Regions from separate parts of the Mus musculus genome. Here regions 1 and 3 are each linked to region 2. A link is a contact called in public HiChIP or PLAC-seq and promoter capture Hi-C data. All regions are on one chromosome and are shown on one strand. Each heading gives the region's core, a stretch centred on a gene start, on an enhancer-like site or on the middle of the called end of the contact. The rest is flanking DNA. Distances are from core to core; before and after follow the strand shown. Region 1 holds the start of Dppa3 (developmental pluripotency-associated 3). Region 2 holds the start of Phb2 (prohibitin 2). Region 3 holds the start of Gdf3 (growth differentiation factor 3).

Region 1 (2,700 bases), core at 138-2,637, 2.1 Mb after region 2:
CTCAAGATTTAAAAAGCCCCCAAAGGCTAAAGAATTATCTCGTGGAAATACGAAGGTCCCGTGTAACTGGCAGATTCAAGGCATTTTTTTGTTTTCTAATCAGACCGGAGGGGAGGGCTCCTCTCGAGCCACGCCCTAGACCGGGAGTGCCCGGAGGCAGTCCCTCGGACAAAGAATCAACTGCAGCTGGGGAGTGGGAACCAGTGGGCCCATGTAGCACACGGCTCAGCCTATCTTGGGCTCCCCTTGAATAGCCATTTACCTGAAAAGGATATTTAGCTGGAAAGAAAGTAGATGAGAATAAGAAAAAAAAAAAAAAAAAAAAAAAAAAAAACCCAGGTTCAACTGAAGCTTAAAAGATTCCGCTGTCGCCCACCGAGGTGGCACTGCCTTTAATCCCTGCACTCGAAAGTCTGAGAAAGGCGGATCCTCCTGAGTCCCAAGCCAGCCTGGTGTACAGCGTCCTAGGACAACCTGGGCTACACAGAGAAGCAAACAAAACTCCGGTGCTACACAAGGGCCGGCATGACACTGCACACTTTTAATTCTAAAACTTTGGAGGCAGAGGCAGGAGGATCGAGACTGAGCCCAGCCAGGGCTACAAGGTTGCGTTCCTTGTATCTACTACCACAGAGTGAGACTGTCTCAACCAAGATTTCTATGCTAAAACAACACAAACAACGCCCCCCCCCACACACACACACACTGCAGCCCACTCGGAAGCCTTTAATCTTTAATTCTCGGATTTGGGATGCCATTCTGGATTGCACAGGGAGTTCTAGTCCAGGCACTGTTGCCTCAAACACCAAATCATAAATATTTAAAAACAAAACAAAATAAAAACACCGCGGAGACCAATTGCTGATGAGGAAATGTTACCCCCCCCCCCCAACCATACAACCCAGTACAGCCCAGAACGTGGTCTTATGAGTCTTAAAAATCCCGCAACCGAGATACCACAGTCTCAACTCCCTCCCGGTTCTTTTTATCTCTACGAACCAGCATTTTCACCCCGAGGAAGGTGTATATTCTTAACCATCATCTCTGGCTTGGGTTTGCACTCACAACAGATGGCCTGAAACTCCCTGGTCCTCCACTGAGTCAGTGCTGGGCTCAGTGATACCAGCCTCGTGCTAGCTGAACGAGAAGAGAAGGGAGGGCTTCCCAAAACCCCGGGCAGAAAGGCCGACGCCGGCCTACCTGTATCATCCAAAGCGTCCTCTTCATCTTTCTTCTGAGGAGTTTCAGGGTCCTTCATTGGGTCGACTTTCTCTGATGGTTCCTCCATGGCGATGCGATGGGCAGAAGCCTCAAAAGCTAGCTCGGAACAAGATTGCTTAGTCTTTGAAAAGACCTAAAACCAAGACCCAATTAGCAGTCAGTCTGTGAATGGGGGGGGGGGGGTCTGGTTTCCTTTTATACAGCCGAGTCTACCCCCAGGCTACTTTAATGCTAATGAGCAGTGATTACAGGCTTCACCTGAGCTACACCTTTAGGCGGAGGCGGGGCCTTTTTACTGTAGGATTCCCCGCTCTCGGTTAAAACTAACCCTGCGCAATCCCAGCCAGTTCCAGGGAGGCTGAGGCAGGTGGATCTCTGAGTTCTAGACCAGCCCTAGTCACAAAATGGGAAGGAAAAAAAAAAAAGACTTCAAACCTGGCAGTGGTAGCCACCACGCCTTTAATCCTAGCACCTGGGAGGCAGAGGCAGGCGGATTTCTGAGTTCGAGGCCAGCCTGGTCTACAGAGTGAGTTCCAGTCAGGACTATACAGAGAAGCCCTGTCTCGAAAAAGCAAACAACAACAACAAAGATTGCAGATTTTATCTAGAATCTCTTTTGGTTTCCTGAAATATCAGGAATTTTATTTTTGTTTATTACATCTTGGAGATGGCTAGTGATCAGTGAACTGGGTTTATATGTTCTAGAATAGGCAGTTGTGCCGTCCCCCACCCCCTTCCCATCAGTTAAGTTAATTAGAATGTTTCCTTTGACTGCTTCATCTTAAATCTTTGAAAACTATTTCACTTTAAATGCTACTAAATAAAGATGTATTTGTTATACTTAAATAGATGGATATTTTATGATATATATATATATATGCATGGAATTCAAGAATATATAATTGTGGATCATTTCATAGACAATACATTTAATAATATCTAACTCTTTGTTTGAGACTCCGTGTAGTCTTGCTGTTCAGAAACTTGGTATGTAACAGCCCAGGTTGGCCTCAAACTGGAGAGCTCTTCCTTTCTCTGCCTCCAATGTGCTAGGATTATAAAGCTTACAACACCATCCGCACAACTTTTTTTAAAGAGACACGCCCCCCTTCTCCCCGTCTCTCAGCAGGTGGCCTGAAACTTTTTGTTTGTTTGTCTTGTTTTTCCAAACAGGGCAGACTTGGCTGCTTAGGAACTCCCTGTGTAGACCAGGCCAGCTGCCAACTCAAATATCTCCCTGCCTCAACCTCTGCACTTTGGAACTTTGAATCCTAAGTCAGTCTACACCAGTGCTGGCATTTCAGGCGTGGGTGACTCACCTGGTATAAGCATTTCTGAGCATCTAAAATTAACTTTGGTTGGGCATGCTGGCTCACACCTATAATCACAACATCCAAGAGGCTGAGGCAGCAGGATCTCTAATTCTAGGTCAGCCAAGGCTACTGTGTGAGACTTTGTCTAGGAGGAGAAGGAAATCAA
Region 2 (2,700 bases), core at 140-2,639:
CATTAGGGCCTTGAGAACCAGAACTGTGTTTTATTTCCAAGGCCTATGGCTTAGCAAACGCATAAACCACACACACCACAAACAGCAACAGAGAAGCACACTTCTGTGGGCTACTTGCCTCGGTGTGTACATGGGAATGAGGCCCAGGCTTGGGGAATCTCAAAGGCAGGCCTTCTAACTATGGTCTACAGGGCAACAGCTAGTGAAGAGTGGGGGCACTTTCTCCAGAGCAAGGTGTACTGTGGATGTAATCAACAAATCAACAGAAAAAAAAAAAGGCCTTAAAAACAGACTTGGACCTAGGCAGCCAGGAAGAAAGGCAACTCTTATCCCTTTTATGCTAGGCAGAAGGTAACGTTAAAACGTGCATGCATGCCAAGTACTGGAATGCACCGTTTTTTGAACCGTGAGGCATGGCTCTTTTGCAGACGTAGAAACCAAGACCTCAGAAACACAACCAATTCTGGCAGCCTGGCCAGGCTCATTTTACATTTGTTTCCCCACGTGCCCTGAGGCTCCCAGTTGCCCACGTTTACCTTTGGAGCCTGTGGGGGAGGAGATTTTTCGAGGTCTGGCCCGAATGTCATAGATGATGGGGTACTGGAACCAGGGGATCCTGGAGAGGAGAGGTCATGGACAGGAGTTGGGAAACTGCAGTTTTATTGATTTTGATGGTTCCCCTCACCACTCGTCCTTGGGCCTGTTCCTCCCCACGACCACAAGGACTCTTCCCAGTCGAGAACAGCCCTTTATGCATTGCTGGAGTTTCAGGCAGCCACTGTCCTCAAGAGCAGGCGTGAGGAAGGGGTAAAGCAGCTCCGAATTGTTAAGTCTGGCTGCAGCCGTCAAGGGTGAAGGGTCAGGGCCTGTTCGCTCTGCCCGCCATTACCTGAAGTGAAGGCCTTCGGCCAGGATCGTGTCCTGCTGCACGCCACCAATACGATTAAAAAAGATGGCTCTATGACCGCCTTCCACTGCGGAGAGAGGGGTGGGAGTCAGGGCAGGCTACTGGCCCGAGTGCTGGTCAGCGTAGGTGGGACGGGGACACCTGGGGGATAGCAGGACCGTGGGTCTGGGGACCGCAACGTCCGGCCAGCGGAAGGAGGCTGCTCACCGGTGAACACGGATTCGCGGACGCCGTAGGCCACCGCCCCGGCCCCCAGCAGCAGCTTCAGCGCCGTGCCCATGCCCCGAGGCCCGGCGGGCAGGCGTCCAGCTAAGTCCTTCAAGTTCTGGGCCATGTCTGATCCTCCCGAAGGCGGCGGCGGCGGCACCAGCGGTCAGGAGGGGGTGCCCGCCAGCCTCTGCCCCGCTCCAGCTTACAGACCTCGCCTTGCACACGAGGATCGGCGGCCTTAGAGCTCGCGGGAGAAAGGGCACCGGAAGTGCGCCTCCCTCCGGACCCGCCCCCCTCCGCCCGGGCGGCCCTGAACTCCGCGCACAGGAATGGCGCATCCGGAAGTCCCGCCTCTTGGTGGGGGGGAATGGTGTGCCCTCCCGGAGAGGCTTCCGTACGGGCATCGCCATTTTCGAGCGCCCTCTTTCAAAATGGCAGCTCGAAGGAAGTTGGCCGTGAGGACGGACGTGAAGTTCTAACTTAAGGACTTCGGTGCAACTTCCGGTCTGCCTACAAGATGTCTGCGGCCAGTGGTGGCTTCCAACCTCGTGAGCGGCGATTTTCAGTGCAGGAGCAGGACTGGGAGACTACGCCGCCTAAGAAGCTCCGGCTTGGGGCAGGAAGCAAGTGCGGAGGCCGGAGGCTCATTGTGGTGCTGGAAGGGGCCAGTCTGGAGACAGTCAAGGTAGTTTTGAACAGTGAGTGCGGAGGTAGGGAATTGATGGATCAGATTGTGTGGGAACCAGGGCCGCAGAGTGCATGGAAAAGCGGAGCCTTGAAATTTGCTCTGGAAGAATGACCTAGTTTTCCAGGCTGTTGATATCCTGGGGGTAGTCCTTTTGCTCTGGACTTTCATTTCAGCCCTCGCCTTGCTTTTAGTTGACTTATCACGGAGTCTGTGATGTATAATGCAAAATGAGGGAAGCATTGTCTATTGAGGGTTCCCACGTTTCCAAAGGCCAGTGACTTCCCCAGCCTTTTACTACCAAGGACTTGATGCTTTATTTTGTTAAATGGGGCTTGACTGGCAGCTTGTTCTGTATTTACCTATTCTGAAGTATGTCTGGATCAGATTATTTAAAAAGCCTTTGTCTTTGCTTTTTTACCCTCCCCCTTAAATATTTACTTTACCTTTATTTATGCATGCAAGTCTGCATGTGGCCATGAGCCACCTCATGAAGGTGCTAGGAACCTAACTTGAGTCTTATACAAGAAAGTTTGTGCCATCTCTCCAGCCCCCTCCTTCCTTCCTTCTTTCTTTCTTTTTTTCTTTTTGTTTTTTTGAGACAGGGTTACTCTGTATAGCCCTGGCTGTCCTGGAACTCACTTTAGACCACGATGGCCTCAAACTCAGAAATCTGCCTGCCTCTGCCTCCCGAGTGCTGGGATTAAAGGCGTGCGCCACCACCGCCCGGCTCCTTCCTTCTTTTGTATGTCTTGCCTTTCAGAGCTAAACTTGTTCAATGTGTAGGCCCAGAAGTTCCCTCCCAAACTCCTGCTCCCCTCTGTTTCTGTCTCTGTCTCTCTCTCTCACACACACACACACACACACACATTCTCTTGCTGGGTGGTGGTTTTAGGCA
Region 3 (2,700 bases), core at 8-2,507, 2.1 Mb after region 2:
AAATTATAAAAATGTATTTTTATTGTTTTTAATTTTGCATAGGTTGTGTGCCTGCATATGGGTATGTGCACATGTGTGCAGGTGCCTGCTGAGTGAGGCCAGATGCGTTCAATCCCCTGAAGACAGCTATAAGCTGCCAGATATGGGCTCTAGGAACCAAATTTGGCTCCTCTGGAAGAGCAGCAAGTGCTTTTAACCACTGAGTCCTCTCTGCATCCCAAACTAAGAGAATCATAGTGAACTGGGCGTGGCAGCACACTGACAGCTCAGTCACAGTTTTCTGGACAGTGTGGAAGGACTACCTAAACCCAGGATTCTGACTCCCCTGGGAAAGATAGCAACCCCACCCCCACTCTAAGTTAGGTCTCAATGTAGCTCAAGCTAGCTTCAAACTTGCTATATGATTGAAGTTGGTATTATATTTTTATTCTTCTATCTCTGCTTCCTGAGTACAGGGATAAGAGGTTTGTAATTAGTTCCTGCAAGACACCATTTCTGGAAGGAAGGAAGGAAGGAAGGAAGGAAGGAAGGAGGGAAGGGAAGGGAAGGGAAGGGAAGGGAAGGGAAGGGAAGGGAAGGGAAGGGAAGGGAAGGGAAGGAAGAAAGCAATCGAGAGAGAGAGAGAGAGAGAGAGAGAGAGAGAGAGAGATTGAGAGATTGATTGATTACAGGGCTAGGAGTGACCAGAGTGCTTGCCTAGCGTGTTTTCAGCCCAGAGTTCCATACCATGCATCTCATCCAATCTCATTGGGAGCGATAGGTAGACTAGATTAGAAGTTCAAACTTGGGCCAGCAAGGTGCCCCAGTGGGTAAAGGTGCTTGCCACCAAGCCTGATAATCTGAGTTCAATTCCTGGGACCCATTCGGAAGACGAGACCAACTCCTGCAAATTGACCTGGGAGCTCCGCCCCTGTACTGTGGCATGCATAACCCACTCACAGGCATAATAAACAAACAAACAAACAAACAAACAAACAAATATCTTGTTAAAAGAGAAACAAGTTGAAGGTCAATCTAGGACACAAGAGACCCCCTCTCAAAATTACACATATAATAAATTATTCTCTACTGTGCTCCCAGAAGTTATCTTATTGCCTTGCATATCACAGACACACTAATGTCTGTGTGTTGAATGAGTGTGTCTTCCTTTTCACTCACGCTGTACACTGCTGACCAACCCGCGGGGAGTAGAAGGAGAAAACACACACACACACACACACACACACACCATCTGTCTTTTCACATTGAATTGCCTCTGAGGGGCTGAGAAGAGAGCAATTCACACTTGATTAGCTCCCAGGCTCCTGAATTGAGCAGAGGAGGCTAGACCGCTGAGCTGCGCACCCCAGAGGCTGCTCTACCCTGGCTCAGACGACCATGCAGCCTTATCAACGGCTTCTGGCGCTTGGCTTCCTTCTGTTAACCCTGCCCTGGGGCCAGACATCCGAGTTTCAAGACTCTGACCTTTTGCAGTTTCTGGGATTAGAGAAAGCGCCTTCACCTCACAGGTTCCAACCTGTGCCTCGCGTCTTAAGGAAAATCATCCGGGCTCGAGAAGCCGCTGCAGCCAGTGGGGCCTCGCAGGACTTATGCTACGTGAAGGAGCTGGGTGTTCGTGGGAACCTGCTTCAGCTTCTCCCAGACCAGGGTAAGGAACCCGAGGGTTTATCAGAGAAAAATCTCAAGTGGGTGCTGTGGAGCAGGGAGGAGGATACAGATGGACACCATGGCTGGCCGGAGTCTGGCCTTGGATCTTGCACATTCTGTCTTGGTTCCAAGATCAGCCCAGAGGAAGGCACGTGTTCTTATCACCTCTCCACGCTAGTCTAACTACCGCGGTGCCGGTTTAGCAGAATTTAATTTACAGTTAACAGAGAGTGGGTTTAGACTATAGGTCAGCATTCCGAGAGCTAGACAATGTCACACCTTGGGTGAGACCGAATTCAAGGTAGGTTTTAAAAGTCAGCGGTTCCCCACCACCTCCCTTCTCTTTTCTCCTGCTTACTCTCTCCCTGTTTTTAATATGTTTTTGTGCATGCCTATCCTAAGAGTTCAGAGGTGTCAGATCCCCTGGAGCAGAAGTTACAGGAGGTTGTGAGCTGCCCAACCGCATGGCTGCTGCGAAATGAGCTCCGGTCCTCTTAAGCATGCAGCCATCTTTCTTTCTATCCCCTCTGTGTTACTTTTGTTAGATGCAAAAGCACGTCTCTTTGTGTAGCCCTGGCTGTCCTGGAACTTGCTATGTATACCTTAGAGCAAGAGCCACCTGCCTCTGCTTCCAAGTACTGAGTGCTAGGATTAAAAGCCAGCACATCTCTTGATTTTATCTATTTATATTTTATTAATTATTTTATTTCATTTTGTTTGTTTCTTCAACACAGGGTTTCTCTGTGTAGCCCTGCCTGCCCTGGGGGTCTCTTTCTAGACCAGCATGGCCTTGGATTCAAGAGACACCCCCTACCTCTGCTTCCCAGGTGCTGGGATTAAAGGCAGGCGCCATCATGCGTGACTTGACTTTTTAAAAATACAGACCAATGGTGTTAATCTAAGGCACAGTTACACTCTTATAAAATTCTGAGGGACTGCCATCCCATAGCTTTTTAAACTGACCACCAAATTGCACAAGCCACCCGTTTGATGTTTGAAAAGTAGTTTCTTCTAGCCTTAGGCTGCGGTCCTTTCTTTCCCTACTTGATTCTT

The links. Promoter capture Hi-C pulls out the DNA fragments that hold promoters and counts their contacts. HiChIP or PLAC-seq counts read pairs in DNA pulled down with a chosen protein or histone mark.
Region 1: a contact with region 2 is called in a promoter capture Hi-C map of embryonic stem cells, with 2.6 times the contacts expected there. The contact joins the promoter of Dppa3 here to the promoter of Phb2 in region 2. A contact is called at or near these places in 1 of 39 promoter capture datasets (embryonic stem cells) and 1 of 115 datasets of contacts at active chromatin or transcription factors (embryonic stem cells).
Region 3: an H3K4me3 HiChIP or PLAC-seq map of embryonic stem cells shows a contact between it and region 2, with 5 read pairs. The contact joins the promoter of Gdf3 here to the promoter of Phb2 in region 2. A contact is called at or near these places in 2 of 115 datasets of contacts at active chromatin or transcription factors (embryonic stem cells and stem cell-derived neural progenitor cells) and 1 of 9 other capture datasets (liver).

What each region holds. Positions count from the first base shown.
Region 1 is chr6:122,625,111-122,627,810 of GRCm38.p6, reverse strand. Dppa3 (developmental pluripotency-associated 3) reads right to left here and starts at 1,387. Exons shown (of 4, transcript NM_139218.1): 1 at 1,201-1,387. The coding sequence starts at 1,288. RefSeq lists a promoter at 1,317-2,700.
Region 2 is chr6:124,710,978-124,713,677 of GRCm38.p6, reverse strand. Phb2 (prohibitin 2) reads right to left here and starts at 1,389. Exons shown (of 10, transcript NM_007531.2): 1 at 1,115-1,389; 2 at 890-974; 3 at 537-616. The coding sequence starts at 1,241. Emg1 (EMG1 N1-specific pseudouridine methyltransferase) reads left to right here and starts at 1,500. Exons shown (of 6, transcript NM_013536.2): 1 at 1,500-1,802. The coding sequence starts at 1,635.
Region 3 is chr6:122,608,644-122,611,343 of GRCm38.p6, reverse strand. It overlaps Gdf3 (growth differentiation factor 3), which reads left to right and starts at 1,257. Exons shown (of 2, transcript NM_008108.5): 1 at 1,257-1,648. The coding sequence starts at 1,378.